2 separate regions of the Danio rerio genome follow, and region 2 is linked to region 1. A link is a contact called in public HiChIP or PLAC-seq data. All regions are on one chromosome and are shown on one strand. Each heading gives the region's core, a stretch centred on a gene start, on an enhancer-like site or on the middle of the called end of the contact. The rest is flanking DNA. Distances are from core to core; before and after follow the strand shown. Region 1 holds the start of ctnna1 (catenin (cadherin-associated protein), alpha 1). Region 2 holds the start of lrrtm2 (leucine rich repeat transmembrane neuronal 2).

Region 1 (4,180 bases), core at 13-2,512:
TCTTAATTAAGCACTAAATGATTTACATATTTTATATTCATTAATGTGAGACTATTATCAATATTATTTTTTTATACAAAATATTGCTGTCGCACAGTATCAGTGTCATTTCCACCACAACACTGTAATGTTGCTTTAAAAAGTTTGTGTGAAAGATAATTTAGGTGGTTTCTATGAAAATGAAGAGTGCTATCAGAGAACATGTTCAAGATGTTCAACTTTTATCAACAAGAAAAATCAAGGTAAATATTGCTTGATAAGGAAATGCATTTGTTCTACGTCATTTCGATGTTTTTAAAAACCAAACAAAATTAAGGTAGAAAAGAGTGTTTAATATACATGAAAGGCTAGTGTCAATTCAAAGGTAACCGGTGAAGCTATTTTTAATTTTTTCACAATAAACTGTTAAAATGTAATTCCCAACACTGTCATTTCCATCACCACACACATAAAAAATAAATAAATTTAAAAAGTTCTCATCACACATTAAAAGTGTATTCACAATGTATAAGTTCATGCTCTATTTAATATATTCAGTTTATTTATTTTCTAATAAACTCTTAACCACATTAATATTAAATATTAGAGTGTGGCAGGTGTACAATTCAGCATTCAACTAATTAATTGACAAATGTATAATTATTATATATACTGTGGAAAGATTGGTTAAACTAGAATTAAAAATGATCTTGGACAATGTTTGACTGCCATCATTATTTTCAATTTGAAATAAAAGCTGTATATTGAGATGTGCTGGAATTGACATTTGTTCAGTTCACGATGGAGAAAATGTTTCTCTTCTTATCTAAGTTTGTCCTCTTATAGATCTTAAAACTAGACAAATTGTTTAAACTTATGAGGCTGTGTTACGTTAATTTTGAACAAGTTTTTTTTACTTAACTTCAAGTTAAAGAATGGCCTATAAATAATTATTTTTTTTAATCTCTATTTTATATTCGGCCAACATGAAATAAACATCCCATTTTCAACCCCAATTCTCTTTGAATTTAGAAAGAAATATGAAAAACATTGTAGCCTCTTCATGAAAATAAATTAAACACGACTGAAACTAGAGAAAGAGACCATAATATGCGCATTTCGCATTCTAATTCAGCTGGTAAGCTGGTGAAAAGTACTTCACGGAGTTTTGACACATTAAAATTCCCCTTCACACATTTAAATGTGATGCCATTGTGTTGTAATATCCCCTGCTGTGCATTCAGTCGAACTTCAGTCGACTTTAGGAGCCGGAGCCACTCCCTAACACACCTGATAACGCTGAGAGTCAGTGCTGGGAATCCGCCATCATTCTCCGCCTTCAACAAACGGGGAAAACCGAAACTCCGCCGAAACACTGCTCCAACTTAACCAGTTTTCGCTCAAACGGGCGCTTTTAGTCAAGTTTTAGTGGATTGTATGGTTTGGCTTTTGTTTTGCGGCTGGGAGAGATTATAACACGCGGAAAGTAAACTTTACCACAGTATTTGTAAAAGTCTCATCCCTCCATTTTGAATCCGACAGGAATTTCAGCAATTTGGTGAGTGTGTTTTGCTTTTGTTTGGGTGGTTAAAATACGTTGTTTTTATTTATTAACTAACTAAAAGTGCATTTACTTCATAATTAGTTTGATTTGTGTACATATTGTAAGTAATGGTCGAGATAAATGTGGTGTTTGGCTGATATTGTTAGCTTGTTTCGCAACTTCATGGAATGTTTGGGATATTTGTGTTTCTGTCGTTTCATATTTCGCCAAATAAACATCCGTTTTCATTGGGAGAGTCTTTTAGTTACCCTTTGAGGAACATAGACGCGTCTTGAAAAGATAAAGGAATTGGTAACCACGTAAGAGGGATAAACAGAAACTATCCTGAAAACTTTAGTATGGAATGCTAGTTAGCCGTTAGCTGCACGTCTAGCTTCAGGGCAAATGTGTTGAGTTTTACATTTCATTGTTGCGTTTTTCTTTGTAAATGTTTTATTTACGTGTGTCTGTTTTTGTTTTGATGTTTGAGATCGACAATCATAATATCTGTGCCTTTTTGAGTAAATAAAATCACATAAAGTCAGGGCTCCACCTAAACCACAAACCATGGATCAGGCCCTTCCGGTGAGCTCTGCCCTTCCCAATCCCAGTATAATAATACAGGATGCAGACAGCATGTTATCTACAGACACAACAATGCTTTTTTTTGTGTTTAAAATATAGATAAACTATGTTGGCCCGGTAATATTTCCATTTGTTGCTAATGATAATATGCAGGAGATCAGATGATTATTATGAGGGGTAAAGCCTCTGCGGGGTAGTTTATTTTACGACTGCTCATCAAGTAAATAATTAACGTAACATGGACAGGATTTATGTGATTTTTGTTTGTTTACACATACACAAGTCATTAGTAATGTCGCTAAGGAAAAAAAGTTCACTATAATGTAAGTTACAAAGCGATCAGTAACGTCAAGGAAGACTCAAGGTGGTACCAGTTGCGTTTCCGTAAATTGAGATTAAAGCCCACATGAAACCAAAATTTATCGTTGGCTCACAATGCTGTTTTTGAAGTAAACAATTAATCCGAATCAATTAAAGCTTAATTCACAAAGGGGGGAAAATCACCTGGGTAATCTTTAATCAAAATTTGAGAAATGTTGGCCCCCAGCCTCAGGAAGCAGAACTCAGTGTATGACGCCACATATTTAAAATAAATGAGAAACATTATTGCAGACTTCCCGTGTCATAAGTTTTCTATCAAACTACGCCTTGCATTTCTGATGAAAATAACACAATACTAAAACTCTGGTTCAAAGTTTGCAGGTTGCATCTGTAATCACACGTTCTTCAGTAGTTTTGTGTCTAAAAGGACACATTGATTCCAATTTTAAAATAGGTTTTTTTTATTAAGCATGTGTGCAGGGCTTGCAAAATTTCTACATTTCTGGTAGCCTTCGGCCAGGCACTCTTTAGTTTTTGGTAGCCCAAATATAAATTCAAGCAGGCTAAAAAAAAAAAAAAAACATTATTTATTAAAACATACATTTACTTATAAGTAATAAATATATAATGACACTTCTTATTAGATATTTAATTTTAAATAATTAAATTTGTATTTAACTTTCAAGTTTTATATACCTTTTTTTATTTTATTTATTTTTTTATAACCAAACAAATGATGTTAAGTGAACATTGTTTTAGGTTATTTCTTGCAGCTATATAGACATTCCAATATGTTACAGAGTTTATCATCAACAAGTGGATGTATTTCTGGCTACCAGAAAATACCAAGCTACCAGATTTTGCAAGCCCTGCTGTGTGTATTAGGAATGTAGTTTGGATGACTGTTTTTGCCATGATATCAGACTCTCAGTAACAGGGGGGCAACACTGTTTTCATGCATTTATTTTCTTTCTGTCTTCGCTTTATTAATCAGGAATTTTCACAACAGAATGAACTGCCAACTTATCTAGCATATGTTTAGCGCAGCGGATGCCCTTCCAGCTGCAACCCATCACTGGGAAACACCCATACACACACTACGGTCTTGTTTGTCTCCTTTTAATAAACCAATTCTACCTACATAGCAATATTTCCACCCAAATTAGACTTTATGAATGGAAATTACTTTCCATTTTCACCATTTGGCACCATTTTCGTTATTGAATGCTTGGTAGTCTGTTTTCTGAGGCCAAAATTAAACAACCTAACTTTTTGTAGGACACATTTAAATTCACAGGTTTTATTCCCAATGCATTGGTCATGCAACACTGACCTCGCCCACTTTGTCGGCATTGCCTGACCTATATAGCAAACAATGTCCATTTAGTCTGGCTGTCTAGTGCAGACAGACCCTTGCAACAACAGCAGAGCCCTCAGGGTAGGCTGATTATCCCTGTCCTTCACTGCAAGATTGCTGATCAATACAATGGCAGTCACTGTTTGAATGGAAAATAGCGCAGTGGGCAACACAGCTACTCAGACAGCATAAGTATGGGTTAGTTTTGGTTAGCGGTGTGGAATGTTTACATCATTAGCGGATGCGTGCACTAACGTGAGTCTGTCATGTGACATTTGATTTGATAAAAGACAAAGCCCCAGGCTGCTGATTTGTCTCTGTCTTGCCACCCCTTAATCCATTGATCGTTTTTGTCTCCTCAGGAACATGACGAGCATTAACACTGCTAACATCAA
Region 2 (4,116 bases), core at 810-3,309, 74 kb after region 1:
CTTGTTCCACTGTAGATAAAGGAACTGGAGGGCGACCAGACGAGGGAAGTGAGCCAAGTTAATCTTGGTCAAGTGATTGTGTTCCAAATGGAGCTCCCGCAGCTTAATTAACCCGGCGAAGCCATTCCGGGCCAGGCTACGGAGCCGGTTGTTGCTCAGGCCAAGGTATTCCAAGCTCCGGCAGTCCCAGAAGGCCCGCACGGGTGTTGTGCGCAGGGAGTTTGATCGCAGGTGAAGGATCTGGAGTTTCCGAAGCCCGTGAAAGAGCTCAGGCTCCAGAGCAGTCATCTGGTTGAAGGAGAGATCCAGGATCTGCAGGTTGATGAGGTGGATGAAGGTTGTGTTTGGCAGCTTGGTGATGCGGTTTGAGCTCAGGTTAAGGTCCTTGAGCTTGTACAGCCCCTGGAAGGCATCCTCATGCACTGTGGTTATTTGGTTGTGGTCCAGGTGAAGCCAAGTGAGCTGGGTGAAGCCGAAGAACTGGTCTGAGCTGAGCTCGCTGATGCTGTTGTGTCTGAGTGAAAGTCCAAGGGCCCCTTTATCCACACCGTCTGGGGGCGCCAGGAGCCCCTGTGTGTCGCAGTAAAACTGCAGGTCTTCACATCGGCATTTCTGGGGGCAGGTTGTGCATGACACAGGAGGGAGGCACAGTAGCATGCTGATCACACAAAGTGCCGCTGGTGCTTGTCCCACCAATGGCCACCTTGAATGGAAACCTGGGTGGGTTTAAAGATAAGAAAATAAACCGGGGGGAGGGAAATCTAATCTCTGCAGTATACAGAAACAATTTTTCCCACTATCATGCGCGCTCTTCTGTATTTGTCAACATGAAGCAATCTGACTGTTAATCCAGGAATTTTTAAGAACATTTGAGGGGAATGCTCACTCATTTTATTTATCATTTTAATGCATGTATTTATCATGTTTTATCTTTTAGTATCAACTGCGATTTGTGTATATATATTGTTTATAATATCAGGTCCACATTAGTTTTATTTACTTATTCATTTCTATGATGCAGTGTATGTGTATATATATATATATGTATATGTATATGTTTATATATGTATATGTATATGTGTGTGTATATATATATATATATATATATATATATATATATATATATATATATATATATATATATATATATATATATATATATATATATATATATATATTATATTTATACACTGACAATATGACAACGTATGATTATATAGTCATACCTTATTATATGCAATCTCTTTCCAGTGGCTCGTGTCATTTTTTCCCCCAATTATTTAATGTCAAGCATGCCAGATAAAAAAGCAGCGTTTTATGTATATAGATGTTTCCAGAGACCCTGCCAGCCACTGTCCCCCCTCCTACTCACTACATTGTCTATTCAGGTCCAGACTCTGTGAATAAAACGGATAACTTACCCATTCTTTTGTGCACATCGGAGGCTGCATTCAACTGTCTTTTTCCGCAGACTTTTGGAGCAGCCAGATGGAAGAGAAATCCAAAGGGAAAAAAGCCTTTTGGGTAAATACAAAAGGAATCAGGCTCTTCAGAAATAAAGTGCTGAGCCCCCCCAGTTGAATCGAATTCAGGAATTCCATGTCCTGGGATGCTGTTTTTTTTTCTCCTCTCTCTTTTTCCTCCCTGTTATTTGCGTCTGTCCCTTTTTCCAGTCCTTTTCAATTCCCAGATTAAGAAAAGACGAACATTATTTGCCTTCCAAGAATCCTTAAATCTGAAGTTGAGGATTTGCATCCAAAGGAGCACTGCTGAGCAGATCTGTCCGTCCCTTAGCTGCCTCTTTCCCTTTCCACCGCAATGATGTCAGCTCAATTGGTTAATTGAAGATCACACATTCCTCTTTCACCGCTCCGAGGTCCTTCATCCCTAACTTGTTGATGGCAGGCAGAGGCTGCGCTTGCGACGGCAGTTTCGTGTGTCTCTGCTGTGCTGTGTTGAGTTCTCGGCACCGAGGAAAGGAGATGCAGTGAGGGGGAAAAGCAGAGGAGAGGAGCTGAGATGTTATTCTGTGCTTTTGTTGCAGCCACTCACTGCTACAGAGTGGTGGCAGGCTGGCGTCGATCATCAGTGCAGTTTCTCTCTCTCTCTTTTTCCCTCCTCTCTCTCTCTCTCTCTTTGGTTCGCTCCCTGGCTCGCTCACTTTCCGCCTTGCACACTCGCACAGTGCTTTGGCGTTTGATTCAACGCACCCTCCCCCTCCCTTACTTTTTTCTCTGGTTCGTCACAGTCAGAATATTGATAACTGCAACGTGTTGCCGCAGTTCACAGCTGAAATTAACAATTGCCTTAAATCTCTTCATCTGCTTCCTGTCTGCTCAGCTACTACATATTTGTATGTTTGTTTATATTTGTAATTTGCTACTCTTGCTTGTTTGTAATAACCCATCTATAGCGGTAAAATAACATCTATCGTGTGCTTTTGTTTTAGTTGATGTGTGAATTTATGATAATAAGTTGACACTGGAAGCTCGTGGACAATTTGATCTACAGTGACTTGCATTCTGATTGGCCCTTCCCTTCTCTCTCCCTTTTGCTCATTCAGGTTTTTAACACAAAACACGTCACAACCAAACCGACGTCACAGAGACCTTTTTACACTGCTGTCTATCTATCTGCGGTGGTGAGGATGGAGTCTGAATGCTGGACTTAATAGAGCATTCACACTGCATGGCGCCACAGGAGATTTCACTAAACATAAGACATGCATTTTTCTACGCTCCCCTGTCATTTGGCTGATTTTTCTTCATGTGGGTTTGCTGAACTTAATATAATGGGAATTCATTTTTTATTGAATTTGTGCCTGACGTGTTGGATGACGGCCCTTTTGAGCTTACTGCCTAAGCTAAAGGAATAGATCTGGATACTTTTTTTGTTTTTTATATTTAATTTTAATACATATTTTTTTATACATGGTTTTATTATTGTTTTCACGGTGTCTGCGGGGTCTTAAAGTATTAAAAGTTGATAAATCAATTATGAGAGAATTAAAGCCCTTAAAATGTATTAAAGTCTTAATCTCGTTTTGTCCGAGATAAGCTCTTAAATTTTTTCAAGCATTGTCCAAAGTGTTTAAGTAATGTGGATTCATATTGCGCATTTATCGTTATGGCCATACACCCAAAGCGCCTCACAATCATGAGGGGGGGTGGAGGGGTGGGGGTCTCTCCACACTACCACCAGTGTGCAGCATCCACTTGGATGATGCGACGGCAGCCACAGGACAAAAGCACTAATGCGCTTCCCACCAGTTATAGGTTGAGTGGAGAGACAGTGAAACAGCCAATTCTGTGTATGGGGATGATTGGGAGGCCATGATGGGTAAGGGAATCGAGGGAATTTGGCCAGGACACCGTAGTTACACCCCTACTATTTACGAGAAGCGCCATGAGATTTGTAATGACCAGAGAGAGTCAGGGGCTCGGCTTAATGTCTCATCCGAAAGACTGCGCTCACTGACAGTATGGTGTCCCCTTCACTTTTTACCGGGGCATTAGGACACGCACAGAATGCAGGTTGATTGCCCCCTGCTGGCCCCCACTTCCAACAGCAACCTAGTTTTCTTATGTGGTCTCCCGTCCAGGTACTGACCAGGGTTAGCCCTGCTTAGCTTCGACTACATAAAACAAACATAAATAAATATATTTTTGTCAATCTGCATGATTGGTTCGGGCCAGGCTGACCGTCAGACCAAGCTTTTCCGTCTGGTTGATGTCACATAATTTGCGACTAACGTGGGAAGTTGATGTGGCGCTCTACACGTGTAGCGAAACAGACAGCAAAAAGGGAAAATATAAGTTTGTGTACTCCTGGTTGGAGAAAGTTTAAAGAGTGGCTGAAGCATGTCGCTGAAAACAACCACGTAAGTTCTTTCAAGCTTCGTTTCTTCTGAGCTTATCCGAGTTCTGTTGCATGGTTGTGCTCCATTGATTTATTTAACTACAAATGTTTAAGTTAAAGTTTTGATACTAAGAATTTGGTGGCGGTTTATTCTGGGAAGGTGTTGAAAAGATATTGAAATTAGCCTTTTAGGATTCCCGCATATACCCTGGGTTTGCTAACTGTTTAGCTTACCTATTCAAACTCTGAGCAATGCTT

What was found. HiChIP or PLAC-seq counts read pairs in DNA pulled down with a chosen protein or histone mark.
Region 2: an H3K4me3 HiChIP or PLAC-seq map of gastrula embryo shows a contact between it and region 1, with 2.9 times the contacts expected there. The contact joins the promoter of lrrtm2 here to the promoter of ctnna1 in region 1. A contact is called at or near these places in 3 of 4 datasets of contacts at active chromatin or transcription factors (caudal fin, embryo and gastrula embryo).

Annotation. Positions count from the first base shown.
Region 1 is chr14:54,888,015-54,892,194 of GRCz12tu, forward strand. ctnna1 (catenin (cadherin-associated protein), alpha 1) reads left to right here and starts at 1,263. Exons shown (of 18, transcript NM_131456.2): 1 at 1,263-1,537; 2 at 4,148-4,180. The coding sequence starts at 4,152.
Region 2 is chr14:54,961,285-54,965,400 of GRCz12tu, forward strand. It overlaps lrrtm2 (leucine rich repeat transmembrane neuronal 2), which reads right to left and starts at 2,060. Exons shown (of 2, transcript NM_001351692.1): 1 at 1,422-2,060; 2 at 1-716. The coding sequence starts at 1,425. All of the region lies in intron 7 of ctnna1 (catenin (cadherin-associated protein), alpha 1), which reads left to right.